3 separate regions of the Sus scrofa genome follow, and regions 1 and 3 are each linked to region 2. The links are chromatin contacts, called in public HiChIP or PLAC-seq maps. All regions are on one chromosome and are shown on one strand. The core of a region is the stretch at or near the end of the contact, and the rest is flanking DNA. Distances in the headings are between cores, read along the strand shown. Region 1 holds the start of ANKRD37 (ankyrin repeat domain-containing protein 37). Region 2 holds the start of TLR3 (toll like receptor 3). Region 3 holds the start of CFAP97 (cilia- and flagella-associated protein 97).

Evidence for each region. HiChIP or PLAC-seq counts read pairs in DNA pulled down with a chosen protein or histone mark.
Region 1: an H3K27ac HiChIP or PLAC-seq map of alveolar macrophages shows a contact between it and region 2. The contact joins the promoter of ANKRD37 here to the promoter of TLR3 in region 2. A contact is called at or near these places in 1 of 47 Hi-C or Micro-C datasets (heart right ventricle) and 2 of 2 datasets of contacts at active chromatin or transcription factors (alveolar macrophages and skeletal muscle).
Region 3: an H3K27ac HiChIP or PLAC-seq map of alveolar macrophages shows a contact between it and region 2. The contact joins the promoter of CFAP97 here to the promoter of TLR3 in region 2. A contact is called at or near these places in 2 of 5 promoter capture datasets (fetal skeletal muscle and liver), 2 of 47 Hi-C or Micro-C datasets (embryonic fibroblasts and omental adipose tissue) and 1 of 2 datasets of contacts at active chromatin or transcription factors (alveolar macrophages).

The regions. Positions count from the first base shown.
Region 1 is chr15:46,443,430-46,447,825 of Sscrofa11.1, forward strand. It overlaps ANKRD37 (ankyrin repeat domain-containing protein 37), which reads left to right and starts at 2,360. Exons shown (of 5, transcript XR_002339222.1): 1 at 2,360-2,706; 2 at 2,838-2,990; 3 at 3,838-3,929. It overlaps LRP2BP (LRP2 binding protein), which reads right to left and starts at 2,227. Exons shown (of 11, transcript NM_001243566.2): 1 at 2,161-2,227; 2 at 2,143-2,158. The coding sequence starts at 2,174.
Region 2 is chr15:46,964,822-46,968,785 of Sscrofa11.1, forward strand. TLR3 (toll like receptor 3) reads left to right here and starts at 1,441. Exons shown (of 8, transcript NM_001097444.1): 1 at 1,441-1,494; 2 at 2,781-2,930.
Region 3 is chr15:46,254,559-46,258,873 of Sscrofa11.1, forward strand. CFAP97 (cilia- and flagella-associated protein 97) reads right to left here and starts at 2,920. Exons shown (of 7, transcript XM_021075563.1): 1 at 2,814-2,920. The coding sequence starts at 2,830.

The DNA of each region.
Region 1 (4,396 bases), core at 1,110-3,609, 520 kb before region 2:
CCTTTCAAGACTCATTTGGTCACTTAGCCATCACCCAACATTTTTCTTTTTAAAACATTCCCTCTAAAATGGTATATTCCTTCTGGAAACACATCTATCAGCAAATTAAGCATAAGCAGAATTATCAATTCTTAGAAGAGTGCCTGTTGAATATGCATCTTAGACCATCTTCCACTCTAGAAAATTGATCCTACCGGCTACATGTTTAGTAAAAAACTCCAGTTACTTGCCAGTAAGATATTGTCCCCCAAATGTATTTATTCTGTATATTTTTTGTACTCTACCAGCTTTGTTTAGTTTCTAGAAAGCTTTTAGGCCCATTTCTAAGAGTAAACCAGATACTTAGCTGACATATAAAGAATGTTTTTGAAACATTATGAGCAATGGACAGGTGTGCAGTGATTAAAGGGGCAAAAGCTTTAACAACTACTCACAAAATTCTCTTTCCTCGTGAAAATTACATACGTAATAGGCAGCTAACAATAGTTACAAGATTCAATGCATGCTGAACAGAATCTTGTTTTCAAGAAAAAGGATGCAATATGGATGTGTAGCATCACACAAATATCCCATTGCATATGTTAACTGCAATACCTATGTCCAGAACTCTAGGAACGCTCTCATAATAATTCTATTAGTTAGGAATTCCTGATAATGAACATCTGTGTAAACCTGAAGCTTAATATATGCTTTGAAAAATAGTGCTTATCGAATTGAAAAACACGAGAAAAGGAAAATTGGCAACATGGACAGGTATTCTCATATATCTCTCACATTCTTTAAATATAAACAAGGTATTGTGACTAGTTTAAACATAAAAAACAGAACACAAGCATGATTCTATAATATGTTTGAACACAAATATACATGTTTATGTTCAAGTATGCGTATAAATGTTTAAAACTACCCCTTGGAAACAAAAGAGCAAAGAGCAATTTGCTCACCATCCAAGTCTTCAAGATTAACCTGCTGCAGCCATGGGCCAACAGTGCAATTGATGCCTCAGAGAGATTAAGATGATGCCATGATGGGCACTCTGCTTCAGACAGAGGAAATTAAAGGTGATAAAGGGATGCTCTGTGCTTTGGACAAACAAGCCTTCAGGCAGTTAGACACATTTCACCAAGAATTTTAACAAACTCTGCTTTTGCACCTTCCCATGCATAGAAAAACACTACAATCATTAAGCTGAGCTATTTGTTCTCTGTGACTAGCAGTGATCTTTTACCAAGATACATGTTAACTGCATGGATTTCCTAACAAAAAAAATCACATGTAAACTAGTCTCCTAACCACCTCTTAGGAACAGTTCCTCAGAGCTATTTGAAGGCTGTCTCCGGGGCTAGAGTCCTCAGTAAAGTCTTGAATAAAAAACTGAACCCACAACTCCCACGTTGTGCATTTTTCTCAGTCGACACCTTGGACCAGTGCATAGTTCAGTACTATGAATTACTACCAAATTACTTTATGGCTCTTACAAAATATACAATAAACTATAACCAACAATTGGAACTAAAAGGACACCGATCTCAGAGAACAAGCTTGTCCTCTAAAAGTATAGCAATAAATTATTTTTCACTCCTGCTTTCAAAGATGTCAGTAGATAGAAGGAGATCACTGAAGATGTTAGGGAAAATAAATATATGGCTGCAGCTGTAGCTTTTAGCAGGATTAATCTGGGGAAAAAAAAGTGCTGAGGAAAGAGTTCAGAGATTAGATGTGCGAGTCACTGGCTACAGTCTGAAGTGAGGAAGTCTTTTTCTAAAGTTTTACAAAAAGGAATGACTCCAGCTAAACAGTATAAAGAGCTCCAGGAGAGCCTTTCCCCCAACCCAGCTTTCCCCCAGAGCAGCCAAGAGGCAGTCGCCCCTCCACCTACCCCCAAACCCCCAGATCCCGCTTTCTTCCCCAAGTGTCCAGGGCCCAGGGGACAGAGCGAAGCCTCGGGCAACTCTGAACGTGCAGCTAAAGAATTGGAGGCTGCGGCCAAGGCGTCAGCCCCACGCGTGGTAGCTTCCAAAGGTGGTATTGCCACGGAGCGCCTCGTAGCTCCCTCGTTTCCTGGTTACGTGCGTGCCAGCAGAAACCAAAACCTCCGCCCGCGACTCCCGTTTCCCCAAAAGCACTAGAGCTGGGAACTACCGCGTCCGACGTGGGGACTCCGCACGCCTCATGGCGGGCGCTGCATTCCAGCCGCGCAGACTGCCGTCGCTCACCGCGCACGCGCACCGGGACTCCGGGGGAGCGGCCCAGGGCCCCGCCTCAGGGTGGGCGGACCTAACAGCTCCACCGCTGGCCAATCGTCTGGCGGATCCGCGCTGCCTCCGCCTCCTTCCTCCCCGCCAGCCTCTCTGGCTTCCCGGTTGCACGTGCCAGTGTTTTGTGTACGTGCGGCTGCAGCTGGGCGGAGAAAGGCCCGGAAGCCAAGGGTTGGGCAGCTAGGGCTCAACCAGAGTTGGGGCGCGGCGGGGAGGGGCTGGCCCGCTGGCCCTGGCGATCTTTAAATTCTCCTGCTCTTAGGCAGCTTGTGCACTCTTACCTGTTTGCAACGAGTGCCCCACCGTTTTGCTCTCCCAAGGACTCCAGTCCACTACTTTAGGCGGGAAATGCAGTTGCTTGATAGCAACCCAGAGGTGAGACTCAGGCCGCTTTTGTCCTGCAGGTTTAAGCTTCCGGAGGTCTGACTTCTTGGGAGCGCTAGCTAAGGTAATGGTGGATCAATGGACCCTGTGTCTTCAGAGCTGGAAAATTTTTGCAGGGGGGAGGATGTTCAATTTTGGGAGGGCGTGAGCCTGGACAAAGGCAAGAATGGTGCTGGAGCTGTTCTCTTCTCGCAGGTAGATATTCTGAAGCAACTGCTAGAGACGGGGGCCTCCGTCAACGCACCTCCGGATCCCTGTGAGCAGTCGCCTGTCCACCTGGCTGCAGGTGGCGGCCTTTCTTGCTTTCTTCTTTGGCAACTGCAGACTGGCGCTGACCTCAACCAACAGGTAACTAGGTAACTGATTGTTGTGTGCAACCCTCCCCTCCACCCCAAATCCCCTCAAACAATTCTTAGGCACCAGGATATTTAGTGGTTTCACTTTCATGAACTTGACCGTCTCAGCGATGTCCAATAGAAATAAGTGAGACACATAGGTAACTTAAAATTTTCTAGTCGCCATATTAATGAAGTAAAACGAAACTTGTAATTAGTCTTAGTAATTTAACCTAATTAATCCAAAATATCATTCTAATATGTAATCAATATAAAACATTACTGTTAAGTATTTTACATTTTCTTTTGATGTGTCTTCTCAATCCGGTGTGTATTTTACATTTATAGCACATTTCAATTCAGACTAGCCACATTTCAGGTGCTCATTAGCCATATGTTGGGCTGCTGGTTAATATACCGGACAGCATTTCGAAGGTCTACGATTCATTTCCAAAGGAACAATTGCTCCATTACCAAATGAAGTCTCAGGGTAGCTACTGACATACTTGTGACTCATGCTCATAAACAATATAATTTCTTACAGAACTGAAGGTAGTTTGCATCTTCCACTGAATATTAAAGCATGGTGAATTTTAAATTGTAATTTTTACTTTTATAGATTTCGATTTCGCTGTTATTCACTTAAAATTTAATGAATGTAGCTGTGGCTGCACATGTTTTTATTAATGACAACTCTATTTATTAGGGTACCAAGTGAACTTTATTTAAAAAAAAAATTAAAAAATTCAGTCCAGAACAATACAGTTCTAACTGGCTTCCTCAAACAATAGACTTTACCCAGCAACTTCCACAAGCAAGCGTTTTGGGGAGAGACTAAAATGTGCTGTCTTATTTGTAAGGATGTTTTTGGAGAAGCTCCACTACACAAGGCAGCAAAAGTTGGAAGCATGGAGTGCCTCAGCCTGCTTGTAGCCAGTGATGCTCAAATTGAGTAAGTATGAAATCAGTGGCTTCAAATTTTATATTTTCTTGGATTATACTAATCAGATCCCTGCAGTTTAATGACACGATGCTTGCCTAATTGATAATTTAGTATTATCATTTAAATGTCACCTTAGGCTATTAATGATATCTAATACTAGTTAATTTGAATAAATAAAGAATGGATCCTAAGCAATCATAGACGTAATTCTGTTCATGTTTTGTCAGTATTATATTTTAGTTCTGGTTTAGAAAACCCATGCTACAGGAGTTCCTGTCATGGCGCAGTGGTTAATGAATCCGACTAGGAACCATGAGGTTGCGGGTTCGGTCCCTGACCTTGCTCAGTGGGTTAACGATCCGGCGTTGCCGTGAGCTGTGGTGTAGGTTGCAGACGCGGCTCGGATCCCGTGTTGCTGTGGCTCTGAAGTAGGCCGGTGGCTACAGCTCTGATTCAATCCCTAGCCTGGGAACCTC
Region 2 (3,964 bases), core at 191-2,690:
TGTCATGTGTACAACATAGTGATTTGATATTTATATGCATTATGAAATGATCGCAATAAGTCTAGTAAGCATCTGTTACCATGCAAATTTCCAATATTATTGACTATATTCCCTATGCAATATATTTATTTTGTAGCTAGAAGTCTGTACCTCTTCATAAAAATAAAATGGGGATTTTGGTTTTTTTTTTTTTAAGGGCCACAACTGGGGCTTATGGAAATTCCCAGGCTAGGGGTCGAATTGGAGCTGTCAGCCGATGCCACAGCCACTGCAATACGGGATCTGAACCATATCTGCTCACAGCAACACTGGATCTTTAACCCACTGAGCAAGGCCAGGGATGGAACCCGAATCCTCAGGAATCCTAGTCAGGTTCATTACCACTGAGCCACCACGGGAACTCTGAAACTTGGTCTCTTCTTTGATCAAAAGGTTGATTTCTGGGAGTTCCCGTCGTGGCGCAGTGGTTAACGAATCCGACTAGGAACCATGAGGTTGCGGGTTCGGTCCCTGCCCTTGCTCAGTGGGTTAACGATCCGGCGTTGCCGTGAGCTGTGGTGTAGGTTGCAGATGCGGCTCGGATCCCGCATTGCTGTGGCTCTGGCGTAGGCCGGTGGCTACAGCTCCGATTCAACCCCTAGTCTGGGAACCTCCATATGCCGCGGGAGCGGCCCAAGAAATAGCAACAACAACAACAAAAGACGAAAAAAATAAAGAAAGAAAAAAAGAAAAGGTTGATTTCTGGAATTCCCGTCTTGACTCAGCAGTAACGAACCTGACTAGGATCCGTGAAGACAAGGGTTCCATCCCTGGCCTCCTCAGTGGGTTAAGGATTCGGCATGGCAGTGAGCTGTGGTGTAAGCCAGCAGCTGAAGCTCCAATTAGACCCCCTAGCCTGGGAAATTCCACATACCCATGCCGCAATATGGCCCTAAAAAGAAAGAAAAAAAAAAAAAAAAGGTTAATTTCTGCATTATTTGTCTTCACAAGGTTGCTAAGAATGAGATAAGTGAAAGTTCTTAGCTTTGATAAGGAATTGAGGTTATTTTTTTTTTTCTGTTCCATTGACTGCACTCTACTAAATGCTGACAGTCACACATCAGACTTTGTTTAAAAAAAAAAAAAGAGGAATTCACTCTCAGATATTCATTAACCTCCTGAGTATAAGCCCGGCCCACATCAAAGGGTGAGGTCTTAATCCTTTCAACTTTCTCTGTTACTAAACCTGTGACCTTTTAATAAAACCCAAAGGGACTGTACCTGAAGAAGATAAACAAGGCATTTTAATGGTACAATGTAAAACACCTCCGGCTGAGATTGTGGGTTTTTTTCCTTTGTCCTTCTTAGACGGTACCAACGTGTTTTTTTTTTTTTTTTCTTTAACTTTAGTTTCACTTTCAAGATTGCAGCAAACTTGCCACACTTCCCAGATGAAAACGACTGGAATTGGACTAAAGAAAAAAGGAATGGCCAGCTGTTGTCAGAGTAAATGAAGGTAAATATTTTAATCTCACTGGGATAGGCTCTCTCATATTTGGTAAAGCTAGAAGGCACGTTGGTTTTAGCATTCTTGGCTCTTTTTTTGATCTGGTGCTTGAGATCTAGTCAGAATCATTCAGCAAGGAGAGAAGAAAAGGGAGGTGAGATGGGTGGGGAGAACTCTATCCTAACTCAGAGGACAAGCGACAGTAATTAACAGTAATTAATGAACTTCTAATTAACGTGATAAATCATTTTATGCAGTGTTTTTTTTTTTTTTTTTTCCTTTGTGGTGTTCTATAACTGGGAAACATGTTTGGGAAGTGATGGAAATCAGTTTGCCACAGCCTTTTTAAAAAAAAAAATCACATTTTGTCTTAAAGATACAAAACCCCATGGGCTGAACAGAGTTTATCTCCTTTCTTGGCTGGAGAGGAGTTGGGAGCTGGCATTTTGTCATGGGCTTGACAAGGAGAAAACACTTCAGGTGTTCCTAGGTGTGAGAAAATGGCTTTCTTTGGCGTCAGAAAGGAAAATGGAGGAAGAGGAGACATGGAAAGATGTGCAGATGTGTAGAAAGGTCGGAAATCTGGATAAGTGAGACTCATGCAGTCTTGGTTTCAGGAATCTGCCTCCCAACTTTACATTAGGATTGCGTGTTAGTGTGTGTCTGCGTATAGGTTTATCTGCATACATTAGGGGAGAAATCCTGTGAACTTACAAACCAAACTGTACAAGCCAAACTGTCAATGTGATTGACTCTAAGCAGCCTGACTCCAGACAGCACATCCAACCATGATGCAACGTTGTCTTTCACTCGAACAATGAAATGTGTGAGTAATCTGCTTTTCATCTCTTTTAAGCCTGCTTTGTTTCTGTTACATTTCATGCAACATCAACTCTTCACTCTCATTTCATTCTCTCCCTGTGTTTTTGTTTGTTTCACTGAAGCACATTTCAGGATAACTTTTCACGCAGGTTGCCTAGAGATAAACTTTCTGAGTCTGTGCATATCTCAAGATAATTTTTAACCTCATCTTTAATCTTTCAGCTGGATATGAAATTCGGAGTTCGAAATTATTTCCCCTGAAAGTTTTGACAGCTTAGCATGATTGTTTTCTAGTGGCTCATATTGTTGATGAAAAGTTCTGCAGCTTTCCAGATCTTTCCTTTGGAAGTAATTGAACACATGTTCTCCTCAGAAGGTTTTAAAAAGGTTTTTTTTTTTTTTTTTTTTTTTAACATGTGAATGGTTACAGTTCTGAAGTTTCATAACATTCTGTGTATTTTTCCTTTTTCAGTCACCCTGCCTAGCATTTGATGAGTCTTGTCCATCAGGTGAAGTATATCTTCAGATCTGGGAATGAATATCTTTCAGTCCTTATGTGTTTTGTCAACGGCATAGTCCTTCTCAGTATTTCTGCTCTCTAACTACAACCCTTCCAGAAGAGGTAAACATCACCTAGACAAGTGAGGGGAATGTATTGCATACACTGTAATATGTTTGTTATATTATTTTAATATATGTGTTAGTTGGTAAATAGAGGTAGTACCCTTATGGTACTGGAGGAGAGGTTTAGGATTAGCCTTTACAGTTAGAAATGTAGCAACAGATTAGGTGAAATAAAAAATAACAGGACATAGGGAGTCTGGGGTTAATTGATGCAAACTATTGCATTTGGAGTGGATAAACAATGAGATCCTGCTGTATAGCACAGGGAACTATATTCAGTTACTTGTGATGGAACATGATGGAGGGTAATGTGTGACATATATGACAGGGCACTTTGCGGTACAATTGAGAGAACACTGTAATCAACTATAATGGAAAAAGTAAAAATGATTTTAAAAATTAAGGAAAAACGTGAAGAGAATGAGAAAATAGTATGATTAATTTCCTTATCTTTCTAATGGAAAGAAAATGCTTAAAGTCAGGAAATAGAACACAAGCATAGGGTTCCCATGGTGGCTCAGTGGGTTAAGAACTGGACTAGTATCCATGAGGATGTGGGTTCAATCCCTGGCCTCACTCAGTGGGTTAAGGATCCAGTGTTGCCACAAGCTGTGGTGTAGTTCGCAGATGTGGCTTGGATCCGATGTTGCCACAAGCTGTAGTGTAGTTCGCAGATGTGGCTTGGATCCGATGTTGCTGTGGCTGTGGTATAGACTGGCACGGCAACTCCCATTAGACCCCTAGTTTGGAAAATTCCATATGCTACCTAAAAAGAAAAAGGAAGAAGAAAGAAAGAAAGAAAGGAAGAGAGAGAGAGAGAGAGAGAGAGAAAGAAAGAAAGAGAGAGAGAGAGAGAGAGGGAGGGAGGGAACGAGGAAGAAAGGAAGGGAGAAAAGGAAAGGAAAGAAAAGAAGGGAAAAGAAAGGAAAGAAACATAAGCATGTTATTTAGGTTTGTGAAAATGACCATGAGAATTAAAAGTAGAAACTGTCAAGAGGTTTGCCTTGGAACATTGCTGCGGGAGTGGAGGTG
Region 3 (4,315 bases), core at 1,670-4,169, 710 kb before region 2:
CAGTGGGTTAAGGATCCATCGTTGCTGTGAGCTGTGGTGTAGGTAGCACACTCAGCTCAGATCCCGAATTGCTTTGGCTGTGGTGTATAGGCCGGCAGCTGTAGCTCTGCTGACTGGACCCCCAGCCTGGGAACCTCCACATGCCATGGATTCAGCCCTAAAAGGCAAAAAAAAGTAAATAAAAAAAATTTTTAAAGAAAAATGAAATGGATAGTTGAAAGCAGGGATTCAAAAGGTTCTGGATAAACAGAAAAGAAGCTGATATTCATAGAGACTTTATTACATGCCAAGCATTGTTATAAGCACTTTTTCACTGACAACTCATTTAATACTGGTAACAACTTTGAGGTTGGAGACATAGAAACTGAGGGGCATACAGGTTAACTAACATTCTCAAGATCACATAACTAGAAAGCAGCAGAGCTGAGATTTGATTCCAGGCAGTTTGGCTAGAGTCAGCACTCTGAAGGATTATACTAAACTGAAACAAGCAGAGGAAAATTTATAAGCCAAAAACCTAGCAGAGAGGGATACTCTGAAACAGCCAAACACAATAATAGTAAAGAATGGGGGGAAGGAGAGGAGGAAAGGCCAACTGAGTTTTAAAAGAAGGTTCAGTTGAAAAAACTGGGGCTCTCCATGTAGCAAAAGCATGACATGGAAACCAAAAGACTAGTATGTTTTTAAGTCACACTGGGGTAGCAACATATAGTTTAAGATAACTTGCATTATATTCTGTGTGGTCAAGCAACTTTTTTAATAAAACACTTACTTCTGGGTGCTACAGTGAAGAGTCTAGAATTTAAGTTATAATATTAGAGACCAAGGGCTCATAGGAATAAAGGGAAAGGGTAGGTTCAGATATTTGAAAGACTCTGATATGAAAAAAAGGCTTTAGAGTTGTTACTTGTAGTTCCAGAGGTGGAACTTGTATCAACAGATGTAAGAAAGCTGTTCTAACATTAGAATTGCTCAAAAATGGAATGGGTTCAGAGTTCCCGTCGTGGCTCAGTGGTTAACGAATCCGACTAGGAACCATGAGGTTGCGGGTTTGATCCCTGGCCTTGCTCAGTGGATTGAGGATTCAGCGTTGCCATGAGCTGTGGTGTAGGTCGCAGACGAGGCTCAGATCCCACATTGCTGTGGCTCTAACCTAGGCCAGGTAGCCACAGCTCCAATTCAACCCCTAGCCTGGGAGCCTCCATATGCCGCAGGAACGGCCCAAGAAATGGCAAAAAAAGACACCCCCCCCCAAAAAAAGGAATGGGTTGCCATCTAAGATTAAGCTAAATAACACTGAAGCAAAGACTGGATATCCATTTGCTGGGGTGCTGCAGGGGGGATGTATGCATTTGAAGGATATGGCCTTGCCCAACCCAGCATGAACTAGGTCTGTATCAGTCCATCCATAAGCCAAATGATTACAGATACTTCTTTGAAATCCCTTTTTTTTCACAGCTGTTTCCTGCCTTGTCTGTCTTCTTCCCAGACTGTTATCATGTTCATCTTTATGTCCTGGTGCCTAAAGTAGGACCTGAGAAACACTACGTTCCAGGAATGTTTATCTGATGAAGGGGTTTGGAGTCAGGAGTCTTAAGATTGAGCCCCAGTTTTGCTCTTTGCTGGCAGGCTGAGTAAGCACCTCTTTCACTTGAGCTAGTTTCCTTGAGTTTCCCATAGTTTTCTCCCCTCCCCCCATCACTTATCTCCTCATGTGCATTTACATGGTTCCTGTAGTCCCCAGTAGTTGTAAGCATCTATGTGATCGCAGTTCAAGATAGGGGATGCATAGTCCAGTGCCTGGGAGACTTTTCCGGTTTAAATTTAGGTTAATAACATCCAACAGATGGGCTACTTTTAAGGACTTACACATTCAGGCGAGTTAATTTACGGAAAAATTATCCACCTATCCCATCCACTAACCAATCCTTTTGGTAACATTCATTTAAAAATTAATGAGATTTAATTTGCATTAGAGAATAAAAAAAATATAGATTTAATAAGACAGTAACGTTTCTCTTTACAACATACTGGGAAAGGGTAAAAATTAAATGACAGTTCACCTCACCACAGTAACCCTGCTGGTGCTCAAGGAAGACAAGTATTTGCCAAAGCTACCGGGAGTCACTTGGATGCTCACCGTTTGTTCAGCTCTGCAGAGCCTCCAGGAGAAATATTAACGGTTTCATGTTACATTAGGAAAACGCACATAAGAATCTGGCATTTTTTAAAACTGTCATTTTGATACCGTGACATTACATTTCTGTAGTGAGATGTATGATTTGATCCAAAGAAGGGAACCAACTGGGTACACGAAAATCTCCGCCCAAAGTAAACTGTTTTCCAAGAGCTCAGATTCCTTTCAGAACCCCCTCCTGACCCCGCGAGGTAGCTGATAACTGACATCCCCTCCCGCCTCAGGGTTCCGGGTTAAGCCCGCGGAGGTGCGCGGCGGTGATCGGAACCGGCATCCTGGTGGCGACCACATCTTAATTCAGGGCCGAGCCGACCCCCACACCACCCTCGAATGCGCCCCGATGGTAAACCGAGCCCTCCCATCCCGGCGGCTGGGGGTCTGGGCCCACGGCTCCGCAGCCCAGATGCCTCTGTTGCGGTTACACCCGCAGCCCAAGGGGCTGCCCGGGCCGGAGGGGTGGGGGGCCCTGGCCGGCCCACCTTCCCAACGTCCCACACCAGCTTCCGCATACCGACCCCGCTTGCTAGCCGCAGCCTGGGCTCCGGAAAAGAAAACGGATCCCGAACCGGGGCTGGCACGCCGCGGCGGGAGGAAGGGGTCCCTCGCACGCGCTCACCTGGACGCCGCGGCCATGGCAGCCGCCCCGCGCCGCCGCGGCGTTCCGGCTTCGCGCACGCGCACGCGCTCCCGCAGCCTCCTCCTCGCGCCGAGGCGGCCGGAGCTTCCGGAGGCGGACGGAGCGGAAAGGGAAAGAAGTCGCAGCGGGCAGGGCGAGTCCTGCGGGAACCGGGCTGTCCCAGACGCTTGGCGTGGAGCGGCTCCTCGTGGCGGGCGTCGCAGAGCGCGGTGGGCCCCCACAGCCCTGGGAGGCGGGGAGCTCGAGGCCGGGCCGGCGACTCTCCTCTCGAATTGGAAGGGACGCAGGAAGACAGAAACCCCCAGACCCTCAGCCGACCGGTGCACGGTCAAGGTGTTCCCTGCTGCCCCCTCCGCTGTCAGTGGCAGTGCGGGTGGGCCTGGAGGTTAAGGTTGCTGGTTTAGTAAGGAAAGCTGCTCTCTCCTGTAATTTCGTACCCAAACAACAACAGCAATAATAAATATGTAGGCGACTATGTGATTGTATCAGCAGTGTTCAGGTCAAACAACTAGTTAGTTCAACGGGCGATTGGCTGGTAATGTGTTAGGAAGTACTCTAATTACTGGTAAATGAAATTTGTAGTTAAAACCGTCTAAGAGAAAAATGATTTCTGTCCAATATATTTAAATGCTGCAATTTTTCGTTTTTGAACTCACAGGCACATAGTAGGGGTGGTAGAACAATAACCCCTCACAGTTGTCCACCTTCTAATCCCCAGAACCTGTGACTATGCTGCTTCACGTGGCAGAAGGGACTTTGCTCTGTGATTAAGGATCTTGAGATGGGAAAGTCAACCTAGGTTATTTCAGGTGAACTCAATGTAATCCCAAGGGTACTTACAAGAACTTTGAAGTCAGTAATAAGAGACAGGGTCACATAAGCAAGAGGTTGTAATGTATAGCATGGTGACTTTAGTTAATATTGTGTTGTATATTTGAAGTTTCCTGAAAGAATAGATCTTAAAAATTTTCTGCCTAAGAAAAAAAAAAAAAGTGTATGTGTGTGAGGTTGTTAACCAATGGTAACTAGAGTTGTGATCATTTTGTAATATGTACCTAAATCATTTTGTTGTACACTTTAAACTTATACAATATTATGTGTTAATTATACCTCAATAAACTGCGAACATTTTTTAGTTAAAAAATGGAAGTTCTCACTGTGGCTAATATCCATGAGGATGCGCATTCAATCCCTGGCCTCCATCAGTGGGTTAAGGATCAGGAGTTGCCTGTGGACTGCAGTGTAAGTCCCAGATGGGCTTGGATCCCTGCTGCTGTGGCTGTGATGTAGGGTGCCAGCCTGTATCTCTGATTCAGCCCTTAGCCTAGGAACTTCCATATGTGTGGGTGCAGCCCTAAACATAAAAATAAAAAAATAAAAGGCAGCAAGATGTCAGAGTGATGTAAGAGGCAGTGATCCAAGGAGTGCAAGGCACCTCTGGAAGCTGAGGAAGAGAAAGAAAGGAATTCTCCCTGAAGCTC